2 separate regions of the Bicyclus anynana genome follow, and region 2 is linked to region 1. A link is a contact called in public Hi-C data. All regions are on one chromosome and are shown on one strand. Each heading gives the region's core, a stretch centred on a gene start, on an enhancer-like site or on the middle of the called end of the contact. The rest is flanking DNA. Distances are from core to core; before and after follow the strand shown.

Evidence for each region. A called contact is a pair of places that touch in the nucleus more often than the background predicts.
Region 2: a Hi-C map of whole larva shows a contact between it and region 1, with 4 times the contacts expected there. The contact joins the enhancer-like site here to the promoter of LOC112055940 in region 1. A contact is called at or near these places in 2 of 2 Hi-C or Micro-C datasets (whole body and whole larva).

What each region holds. Positions count from the first base shown.
Region 1 is chr4:17,905,084-17,910,938 of ilBicAnyn1.1, reverse strand. It overlaps LOC112055940 (innexin inx2), which reads left to right and starts at 2,618. Exons shown (of 1, transcript XM_024096236.2): 1 at 2,618-4,484. The coding sequence starts at 2,715. The coding sequence ends at 3,794.
Region 2 is chr4:17,941,408-17,947,444 of ilBicAnyn1.1, reverse strand. No RefSeq gene overlaps it. Among protein-coding and RNA genes, the nearest start is that of LOC112055539, 17 kb to the left of the region's middle. Within about 2 kb of position 2,809, at least 8 of the 8 cell types and tissues checked have open chromatin away from gene starts, as enhancers often do.

The sequences.
Region 1 (5,855 bases), core at 1,369-3,868:
AATTCAGCCCTACCGATATGGAATGGGGATGGAATAGGGATGGACTAGGTTTGAATATATTGATTTTTATGATGCATTCGGGTAAACAAGGTCAATGTTAACTAATGTATACAAAAAAAGCAAAGGTTGACTGGATATTTGCAAAATAAATAAGATTATAAAATTACAAAATCTACTAAAAATATTTTATCGTGATTAGATGAAAATTCATACAGTTTTAGCTTCCTTGCATTAAATGTGACATTTTTTAATATGTAAACTATAAACATAAACGCAGAAATAACAAAGATATAAGTAATTTTGTTTAAACGCCCATACAAATCTAACGATCATTAATTGCCTACGACGTCATTAGCTCGTACCATTTTGTATGGGGCGTTTTTCAGGGATCCGCGGCAGCGCCGCAAATCTGACCCTTTAAATCCCTGTAGCTCCGAAAGTAATGATCGCAGATACCCTGTTACTTTTACAAAATTGCTTTACTATTAGCATACTCTTAATTTATATACAATTTAAAAAACTGTCATCATCACTATTCTATTATGATACTAATAATAGACTTGATGTCAGGGGCAAGGCCCACCCCAGGCCTATTTTATATAATAAATCTAGATACGCCAATGGATATTGCCTTGTCTAATAATAATCTTAGACCATAAGATAATAATGAACATTTTGTATAAACACTTAACTTCATAAATAGCTGATAATAATCATAATAGTTCTCAGTAATCTTAAATGTGAGGACTTTCGAGAAACGATGGTCTTAAGCAAATTACATCTACTTATCTTAATACCCGTACATTACCTACCTACTGTATGCTCTTATGAATATTTTTTATCCCTCGAGGCTAATCCTTGAGTAAACGTTTTTTTACCGACAGCACAAACGCAGGTTCTGTTTTTGACCTGTTTAGGTATATTACTTACGTATCTACCTACAGGGTGTTTTAAGTTTGACGTGTCTGTCTGTCTGTCTGTAGCACCATAGCTCCTGAACGGGTGAAGCGATCTCATTATTCCGTAGAGTTGTAGACTGGGCTGCCTGTACTGGCCGGACCTTCCTCATTTTATAAAAGCTGTAAGTTCATGCTTCTACCATAACTGTTGCGATTGTAGAGTATCTATGAACTGTGGTGACCTCTATTGCCCAAATATAAAATGTATCTAATACTAGCAAATGCCGCGCGGTCTCACCCGAGTGGTTCCCTCTCCCGTTGGAATACGGGGATAAAATATAGCCTATAACACTCGGGGATATTGTAGCTTCCCAGTGAAAGAATTTTTCAAATCGGTTCAGTAGTTTCAAAGCCTATTCAATGCAAACAAAGAAATCTTTCCTCTTTATAATATTAGTATAGAAGTATAAATTTCATATTTTCTACAGAATATTATGAGTTATCATATCCACAGTGGCCATACTTACTTACTCGTAGCTTCATGGTAAAATTGGCAACCCTTCGCTAAAGATCGAAGATTGATGACTGTCGACATGATTTTATCAAATTAGTATGACGAGAATTTTTTTTTAAATATTTATAGTGCTTGTCATACTATTTTATGAAAAAAAAAATTGTTTTGAATAAATTTCAGTGTTGTTTCCAGCTAGAACGTAGCCTGGGCGATTACCACCCTCTAAAACCATCACTGGTACCGCCCATTTCCTAATACATAGGTATATTCTATAGGTAGGTCGCAGACTAGGCAATGGGCCTTAGACGAAATGTGCATAGCAGTGAAAGAGCCAAGTTAATTTGATATTTCATTTTATAACAGATCTTCCTAGCATAAAGAGAGTTATTTTTATAAAAGTAGACAGGCAAAGGCAGTTAAATATTTTTAAGTGAAGTGTTCGAGTTTAAGTAGTAATAAAATCATGCTCACAACATTAATAAATCAGAAAAAAGAACCCATAATTTACAAATGAACTTCTGTTATTAAGTAATCAGCACTTGTCGGTGGCCTAGACTACTTAATTGCCATTTAGTCGAACAAAAGTTTTACGTACTTTGAACGTAACTTTGTACGTTTGAACTATTCATTGAACATTTATTTTTAAAAAGGGTACAAATATAGGTTACCACATTTCTACACCCTTTATAACGGGGAATTCGAGATAATAGTAAGCTTATCGACCCTTGCGTATAACTAAAGCCCCTGTAAATATATTATGTTAATATAACGATCAATGTTCCAAAGTATTTTTAAGATATTGGACAGCAATGAAGACTATAAGTAATAGTCGTGGAAATTGACCGTATATTTAGGAAACCAAAAATTGTAAAATTTCTACAACAATTTCTTGACCACCCGAAAATCCTCACGAACCACACTGGCATCTCATCGGCAACTCGTTAAATGATGCAATCAATAGATAAGTGCGTATTTAATTGTGCCCGCCGTCCGTAATGCCACGAGTAATTTTAATGCTTGTTTTGAGATGCGTAGCTAGCGGCGGCGGCTACCAGATGACGCCACGAATATAGGTGGAAATAGGGTCAGTGCTGTGTCGTTGATCCGAGCGAGGAGCCCCGAGCCCAAGACTGCGACTGCGTGTGCGGGGGGCGCGCCCCCTCCCCGCTGAGCGCCTCGCGAGCCCCCCGCTGCAGCCTCGCCCCACCAGCATTCCGCACTCGGCACGAGGGCGAAGCGCACGCCCGACTCCTCGATTACCGCGATCGACGCGCCGCGCGCCCGCGGCTAGTTCAACCGCCATGTTTGACGTTTTCGGCTCTGTGAAGGGCCTTCTCAAGCTCGACTCGGTGTGCATCGACAACAATGTGTTCCGTCTGCACTACAAGGCCACCGTGATCATCCTAATCGCTTTCTCGCTGCTCGTCACGTCGCGGCAGTACATCGGGGACCCCATCGACTGCATCGTCGATGAAATCCCGTATGCCGTCATGGACACCTACTGCTGGATCTACTCGACGTTCACGATTCCGAACCGACTGGTCGGGCGCGTGGGCAAGGATTTCGCACAGCCCGGCGTCGCGTCTCACGTCGATGGACAGGACGAGATGAAATATCACAAATATTACCAGTGGGTGTGTTTTGTGTTGTTCTTTCAAGCCATTCTGTTTTATGTGCCCCGTTATCTGTGGAAGACATGGGAAGGAGGACGCGTAAAAATGCTCGTGCTGGATTTGAATTGTCCGGTAGTCGGCGAGGATTGCAAAGCTGATCGAAAGAAATTGCTAGTCGACTATTTTTTTACGAACTTACACACACAAAATTTTTACGCCTTCCGCTTCTTTATTTGTGAAGTATTGAATTTTATAAATGTGGTAGGACAAATATACTTTATGGACTTTTTCTTGGACGGAGAGTTCTCGACGTACGGCCGAGATGTCGTACGCTTTACGGAGATGGAACCTGAAGAGAGAGAGGACCCGATGGCGCGAGTGTTTCCTAAAGTGACGAAATGCACCTTCCACAAATACGGTCCATCGGGAACCGTGCAGAAGTTCGACGGGTTGTGCGTCCTGCCGCTGAACATCGTCAACGAAAAGATCTACGTGTTCCTGTGGTTCTGGTTCATCATCTTGTCGATTCTCAGCGGCATCTCGTTGATCTACCGCGCGGCCGTGGTGGCGGGCCCGCGGGTGCGCCTGTACCTGCTGCGGGCGCGCAGCCGGCTCGCCCCGCAGGAGCAAGTCGAGACCGTCGCTCGCAAGCTGCAGATAGGAGACTGGTTCGTGCTGTACCAGCTCGGCAAGAACATCGACCCGCTGATCTACAAGGAGCTGATGGGCGACCTGGCGAAGAAGTTCGAAGGCAAGGACACAGTGTAGCCGCGTCGCGGCAGTGCGGAGACGTGCTCGCGGCGGGCTACCTGCCCGTCCGCACAAAGAGCGCCGGGAGCGGCCGCGCGCCGACATTCCATTACCCACAGCCGACGCGGGGAACGACCTCCGTCGGACCAGTCATTGTATTCCAGAACCGCTTTAACTCTTTTATATTACTGATATGAAACTATGTTAGTTGGTACCTTCTCCCGGGCGACTTCGACTGATGCGTGCCGACGTGCGCGTGCATTTAGACTAAATTTTTTAGAGCATGTTTACGTTAGTCGTAGATGAAATAGACAGATCTCGTGCCTTCGTTTTGTATTTTGTATTATTGTTTGTGTGCGAGTGAACAGCGTTGAAGGGACGTCTCATTGTGATATGTAATTATTATTATATCTAAATTAAGTGTTTATCGTGTACGAGATTGATCGAGTGAGCGACGGCTGGCTTATTTCTAAGTTTTAGATAGTTATCTAATGATATCTGTGTTATCGAATGTTATACTCGATACGATATTGTATAAAGCAATAATGAACTATTAGTGTTAAGAGATCAGTTATAGAACTTTGTTATCGATGATACTGTAATTTTTTACTAAGTTATCGATACACTTGTCTATACATTTTATACTGACGAAAACGAGTCGATTAAGATAATGGTTGATATTTTCTGAATATATTTACTGCCACATATTTTTTCTGTTTTATTCATGGTTATCTTTGTTCACTAAAAACAAAAGTAGTCCAAACTCCAAACTAATTGCTAAATCAACACAAAGCATTTCATTACTAACAGAAAACCACTGAATCACCAACGTTTGGTCTTTTGCAACCACCAGCGCCATCTGTTATGATTTATCGAACAAGTTGTAGATCATGAGTTAATCTTATTAAGTTGATCAAGATGAACTACACGATACGATAGATGGCACTATAAGCACTAATCCATAAAATGATATTTTTTTCATAATCATATTAATAAATACTTAATCCTGATTTATCAAAATTACCAAGATAGAATCGGAAAATAATAAACAAGTAGAAACAACCCAAATAATAAGATCTGTAAGTTTTTATATAATCATTTCAACTTTCTGATTACTTAACTGATAAAATTATTTTTGTTCATTATTTTGGGAAACTTGGCTTACATTTTTACTTTCTACAATAAAATTTAAAAACGTCAAGTAGGTAGTTAAGAAGTAAGTAGATTACGTTGTTCACAGTTTTTTATTAAAATGAAAAAATGGGTTTTTTATTCTCATCACATTAAAAAATATATATTAAGTATATTGAAAGCTACCTAGATATTAGATACTAACATAAGAACTTATGGTTACCTTTTTCTTCACCTACTATTCTAAAGTGATCTATGGCTGAGACCGTGTACTGTGTGTAAACAAACAATCAAATCCTCATCATCAAATCAAATCAAAAATTTCCTCTTTATAATATTTGTATAGATATGAGCCTGCCTATATTATTAAAACATTAGGCAAGTACCCGTTTTAATAATATAGGCAGGTATTTAGATTGTTTGCATTGAAGCTCTGAAACCATGGAACCGATTTAAAAAATGATTTCACTGTTGGGAAGCTACACTAATCCCCGGATGTTATAGGTTATTTTTTATCCCCGTATCTTACGGGAACATCAAAACGCGGGTGAAACCGCGCGGCGTCTGCTAGTTGTCTATAAATAAGAATAGGTACGGTTTGTTTGTTATTTCCTAGTGAAGCAACGACTGCAGCCCTGATCCTGGGATAGATCTGGTTAGAAAAAATTGTTTTGGCTGAAGGGTGAAAGTACTTGAAGTAGAAGAAGAAACTCTTTGCGTAGATACCTACCTACGCTGCGTTTTAATCCGTAACCGGAGGATAAAAATGTATAATTTAAACTAAGAATTAGCATGCAAAGGCGACCTTATCACTACATAGTATAAAACAAAGTCGCTTTCTCTGTCCCTATGTTTGCTAAAATCTTTAAAACTACGCAACGGATTTGATGCGGTTCTTTTAATAGATATATGGATTGAAGAGGAAGGTTATATATCCATGGTTCCCGT
Region 2 (6,037 bases), core at 1,560-4,059, 36 kb before region 1:
TGTATAAAACGCATTCTTATACCACGATTCATCAAACGTACCTCTGTATAGTGAGACCTTATTCTTAACGAGCACAGCAGACTCAAACTTGACCACAATGTGACCTGTGACTCACACACACATGCAATCGTCTGTACACGCACACTACATTGTAATCTGCATATTTCATATGCAAAGCAATGAATACAAGGCTTGCGAAACTAAAATAAACAATTTAAAAATAATAAAGGTTCAATGAGAAAGAATACAATAGGGAACTTAAGCTAACTTATCCTAATAACTATACAAATCATGCCCACGTGGAATGGTGGCAAGAATACTGGCTGCATTTCCGCACTGGACAGCCAGGCTGATCCTTTGCGCAAAAAATGAGCCAGCCCTTCTGTCACCAGTCGAGGCAACTAGCCGCGGTGAAATGGTACGGAAAAATTTTTTGGCACTGCGACTCCATGGCCCAAGGGTCTCCACGCCAAAAGGTACAAATATGTAACTCTCTGTCAGAGAGGCATACTTGAGCCACTTACCGGTTTCAGCTTTTTCTGCCGTTCAATTAGATCAAAAAATTTATTAACTTACACCTAATTGAGATTTTAAATTATTACTAGAAAATGAAATAATATAAATATTAGTGTACGTACTATTTCAGACTGATTGACGACAACATAGTGACAAATTAATATTACCAGGATCTCGTTAGAAACCCTTTTTTACGAGGAATTCCTCATACAAATCAATTAATGATTAACTTAAAATTGCTATACCAATATTTAATGGGTAAAATAAAAAAAATTAAAATGATTAAGTAGGTAATTTATTTATTTAGGTGCGAATTTTATCGTGTCTCCAATCTACGTTGCGAAAAATTCTACAAAACAACTTTCACTCAGCAAGTTCACAGAATTTATGAAACGTTTTGTAATACATTATGGTTACGAATCAAGGATTTTATCCATCATGTGTCATGCGGGTATGGGTAATATGTGCCAGTATACTCCTCTAAATGTCCATCACCGATGAGGCCGATTGAAATTCACCACATTGCCACTTCAGCTTTGAGACTCGTCATCATTATCAACCCATATTCGGCTCTCTGCTGAGCTCGAATCGACTCGGGTCGGATTTGAATCCACACCCTCCGGCATCGGAGGTAGAGTTATCCACTGGGCTATCACGGCTTTGAGACTCGTAGATGCATTGAAAAGAAGCAAAGTTTGCTTTTTTCTGTGGGTCTCTTCATATCTGATTTGATCATAGTAATCACGCTGATGGAAAAGGCATAGAACATTTCTCTCCATCACACACTGAGTAGCCTGAACCTCGAATAGAGAACATTTTAAAATTCTGAAGCCTTCTCATGACACCTATAGCCTATTGCCTATAGTGTGTTTCCTGACACGTATAATTTATACATCTTCAAAGCAAGAATGAATAGGCATCTTATAGGTAAGCGCGCTCCAACTTAGACCGCATTACTGCTTCAGTAATGCGCATCAAAATCAGGATTAATTGTAGTCAAGCGCAAGCCTATATTGCATAAAAAAGACAAGATCCACTGTTCAGAGAATTTCGTATTCATCTTCAATACCTAGTTCATCATCATTATCTGCGTCAAATACAGTGCCAGACATCCCTCCTTTTAGGAGACGGGATGAAGGAGTTGTGTCATTACGCTGGTCCAAAGTTGGCGGGATTACGATGATAATGTCTTATGGTTAATCAGCTGAAAACGGTAACTTGTTTGAATGGTCCTCAAACGAAAAAATAACAACAAAACAAATAAATAACAATTTTTTTAATGATCTTGCACACAAAACATCAAAAATCGAATAATGTTCAAGAAACACATTTCGTAATGTCGTCATTCTGATGATTGCGTAACATCTCAATTGCCATACACTTACCTACCTACCAATTTACCAATCTATATCTTCATCAATAAATAATTTAAACTTGTTTGTCTGTGATATAAGAGGGAACGCCAAAATCTAGGTGAACACAGACTACAATTATTTATGCAGTTATGCAATAAATAGCTATTAAAAAATTTATTGATTGTGTTTTTTTACTGTTGGGAACAACTTTCCTCCTCTTTTTGGATCGACCATTTAATTCTTGGCGATTTATATTATTTGATTTTAATTATGTACACTTTTTTTGTTAGAGTAAATAAGTAGTATATTATTGGATAGATTTTTCACTGACTCTATCTATTTGCCTGTAAAATTTTGATAAACATTTAGAATGGATTTTCACAGACCTTAAAAATAATTCATTCCCTAAACACTTCTTCCATACTTTTATTTTAATAAATGTCTGTTACTAACAACTTTAATCACTAATTTTCAACGGAATTTATACGCAATTTTCTCTCTCCAAAACATACTTACATTTTATAAGTTCAAAATATGGATTTTGAATAAAAAGTTGCTTATCTAAGTTTCTGTATAGTTTTCCTTTTAATTTCGTTACCCCTAATATACTCGTATGCTATAATTTTTTTTCCATAAGCAACCATTTACAAAATAACACTTTCGATGCATAATTATACATAACACAGCAAACATCGTTAGCTAAAGCATAATGATCCTTATTCCATTCATAATTGCTGACAATATCCTCTAATTGACACCGACGAGGCTCCCTAACAACATATTGAGAGGATGGAATTCCATCAACAAAGAGTACACAATTAAGGGCCTTATCAGCCTTCCCACCTTTTTGCTTAACCTCGACCGTCTACACCCACGTAGAGCAGGACAGGTGGAGACTGTACCACGTTGAAAAGAGATGAAATATGGCCCGTTAGGAAAGTAGGCTCGACTACCACGTTTACGCATGAGTAGTGAGGCCCATATGTCGATAACGCTTATCCAACTGGTTATGAAATCGATAGTCTGTTGGAATTTAATCGATTGTGGTCTAAGCTCGCCTTTGAGTATCGTAAGAAGACCGTTGCGTATCGATATCCTCTGGACATGCGAAGAGGTTTCCTCATCCTACATTTATTTTAAAATTGCTTTGCTTAACCTTCATCTACACGTATCTGCCACCACCGTTCAAGCTCTATATAATTGCCAACTTGCTACCTACTCTATTTTTCAAGTGCCTATAGTTATGTCCTCATCATCTAAATTATAAGCTGTTGGACGTCCACTGCAGCCCCTACAAAGACCCTTTGTAGGTACTTCCAAACAACGCAATCCTGAGCCGCCTGCATCCAGTGAATCCCTGCGACTCGCTTGATTTCGTCAGTTCACCTAGTAGGGGGTCGACCAACAATGCGCTTTCTAGTGCGGGGTCGCCATTCCAGCACCTTGGAATAGTTATGTACACGACACTAAAGCACAAATGAGCTTTTTAAAAATTTTGTCTGTCTATCTGTATGTCTGTTTGTCCGGGCTAATGGAACAGCTGAACAGATTTTAAATGAACATTCACTGGAAGATCGAGGAGGTTATAGAGCAGCATATACTTTTTATCCCGGAAAAATCTATGGTTCCCGCGGGATTTGTGAAAAACTTCACGCGTACAAAGTAGCGAGCGTCAGCTAGTTCTATAATGTTATTCGACCGAGTCTAGCGATGGCAATGACCATAAATGGCAGACGAGTAAGCTCGCGTTCACCAAAACCATAGAATTGTAAAAGTTAGGTAACCGACCGTGACGACGAATTGCGATACGAAATAATCCTGTTTTAGCAACAAGCCGAACGTGACCGCGATGTAATAGCGACAAACCAGTCGGCAATGGTATTTTTCTACGAATAAATGGACGAATTGGTGTTTTCGTGAAGCCTTTGAATTTCAAACGATTTAGTGCAACATAGTTAATTATTATTGTATTACAGTAACTGCTTTTTACGACTTCGCTAACTAATGGTCTTCCTCTTCAAGCTAAAGACCTAGACTGGGGAGAATAAAACAAAGACTGAAGCGTGAGACATATATGTAACTTAATTATATAATTATACCTAAACTAGCAAAGTGGCCTGCATAAGGCTATTAACTAGGGTATGCACTATAGGTACAAATTGCACAAAATGAAAAGTTCCTCCTCCAAAACAGGTACATACGTAATTAATCCTTAGGGTATGCATCTATGAAGTGCACGCCACTGCTAGCAACTACTTTCATTGGTCTCCTATCTATGGACCTCGATAAATGGGCTTTTAGGCACAATATAATGTCGTTGGCAATATAACACAAAAAATTTTTTTTTAAACTCAAACCAGTCGTTTCTGAGATTAGTCATTTAACGAAACAAACAAACTCTTCATCTCTATATATAATAGCTATTACTTACGTGTATTTCATAAGTTTTCCTTAATTATCAGTCAGTAGAATTACTGAGAAATAACAATTGCTTTGTTGTTTAGGTACTGTTGAGTACACTCATTTATGACTTTCAAAATGGTTATCTACGAGTGTATCATCGATCAGTATCTTATTGGCTATTAAATGGTATTCAGTAGAATTTAATTATTCAGAATCCAATCGTAAAGGTTTACGAGGATTTATAAGTAAGTAAGTATAGTATCAAACCTTTTTCGACATAACTAGTCTAGGGAAGTGCTACTATTGCCGTGTTTCGGCCTGAAGTGCATGTTTTCAGATGCAATAACGGATCCGAGACTTGGTCGCTGACTATAGGCCTCAAAGTCACTCAGGGGGCGATAGAGTTTCTCTACGTGATCGAATCAGAAATGCGAAGATCTGAACGCAGACGAACCACTGACATAGTTAAGCGAGTCGCGAAGCTGAAGTGGCAATGGACAGGCCACATAGTTCGAAGAGCCGATGGACGTTGGGGTTCCAAGGTGCTGGAATGGCGACCCCGCAGCGGAAAGCGCTGTTGGTCGCAGCGGGTTGCAGGGAGCCGCTGGATGCTGGCGGCTCGAGACTGTTGGGTTTGGAATTTCATGCAAGAGGCCTATGTCCAGCAGTGGACGTCCATCGGCTGATAATGATGATGATGATGATAAGGCTTAACGTTTACGACTCAAGTTGATGGACATAGGTCGGAACTTTGTAAAACGTTTTCCTTGAAACCTACTGGCTCCCAAAACTACCACGGTCCAAACAACATAGCTATCTGAGTTATTTTTTTTATTATTCTGTGACAAATCAGCCCTTGACTGCGACCTCTATGTGACGATGCAATCTAAGATGGAAGCCGGCTAACTTGGAAGGAGCAGAAGACGTACAAAGCTTACCATCGGACTAGAACTGAGACAATTCAGAAAATATTAAATAACTGATCCTTCTAGGGAATCAAACCCAGGTCCTCGCTGTTGAGAATCATAGTTCTACCAACTGTACCAGAGAGGTCAGCAAAACCTCAACTTTTATAAAATGACAAAGGTCAAAAGGCTGTTTCTTTATTATTCTCTACAAGATAGACCTTGATTACAATCTCACCTGATGGTAAGTGATGATGCAGTCTCAGATGGAAGCGAGCAAAATTATAGGAGGAGGATGAAAGTCCACACTCCTTTCGGTTTCTACACATTGTACCGGAACGCTAAATCGCTTGGCGGTTATTCTGTTATTAAAATTAAAGTCTTTTAGTTATTTCTAGCAGAAATCTCTTCGGTAGTTCAAAGGTAGTAATATAATGAGGTCGAAATCTAAAACCTCTCATATTTCAATGGATGCCTTGACCCATATAGCCATTCAAACTTTATATTGTATCAGCCCGAATAGTATCAGTTGGTATGGTAGTACGCAGTAACTGCACCTAATTGAAGTCATTGAAACGTCAATTAATGTATTATCATGTACGCTCATGACGACACCGACTCAATGCCCACTTATCATTTGCTGACCATTCACACTTACAGCGATTTTTAATTTATTTACTCACTAGAAGAGTCCGCGCGGTTTCTCCCGCGTGGTTCCCGTTTACGTAGGAATACGGGGATGAAATATAGCCTATAGGCTTTTTCAAATCGGACTAGTAGTGCCTGAGATTAACGCGTTCAAACAACTCTTCAGCTTTATAATATTAGTACAGATACTCGTGAAAGCATTGCGTAAAA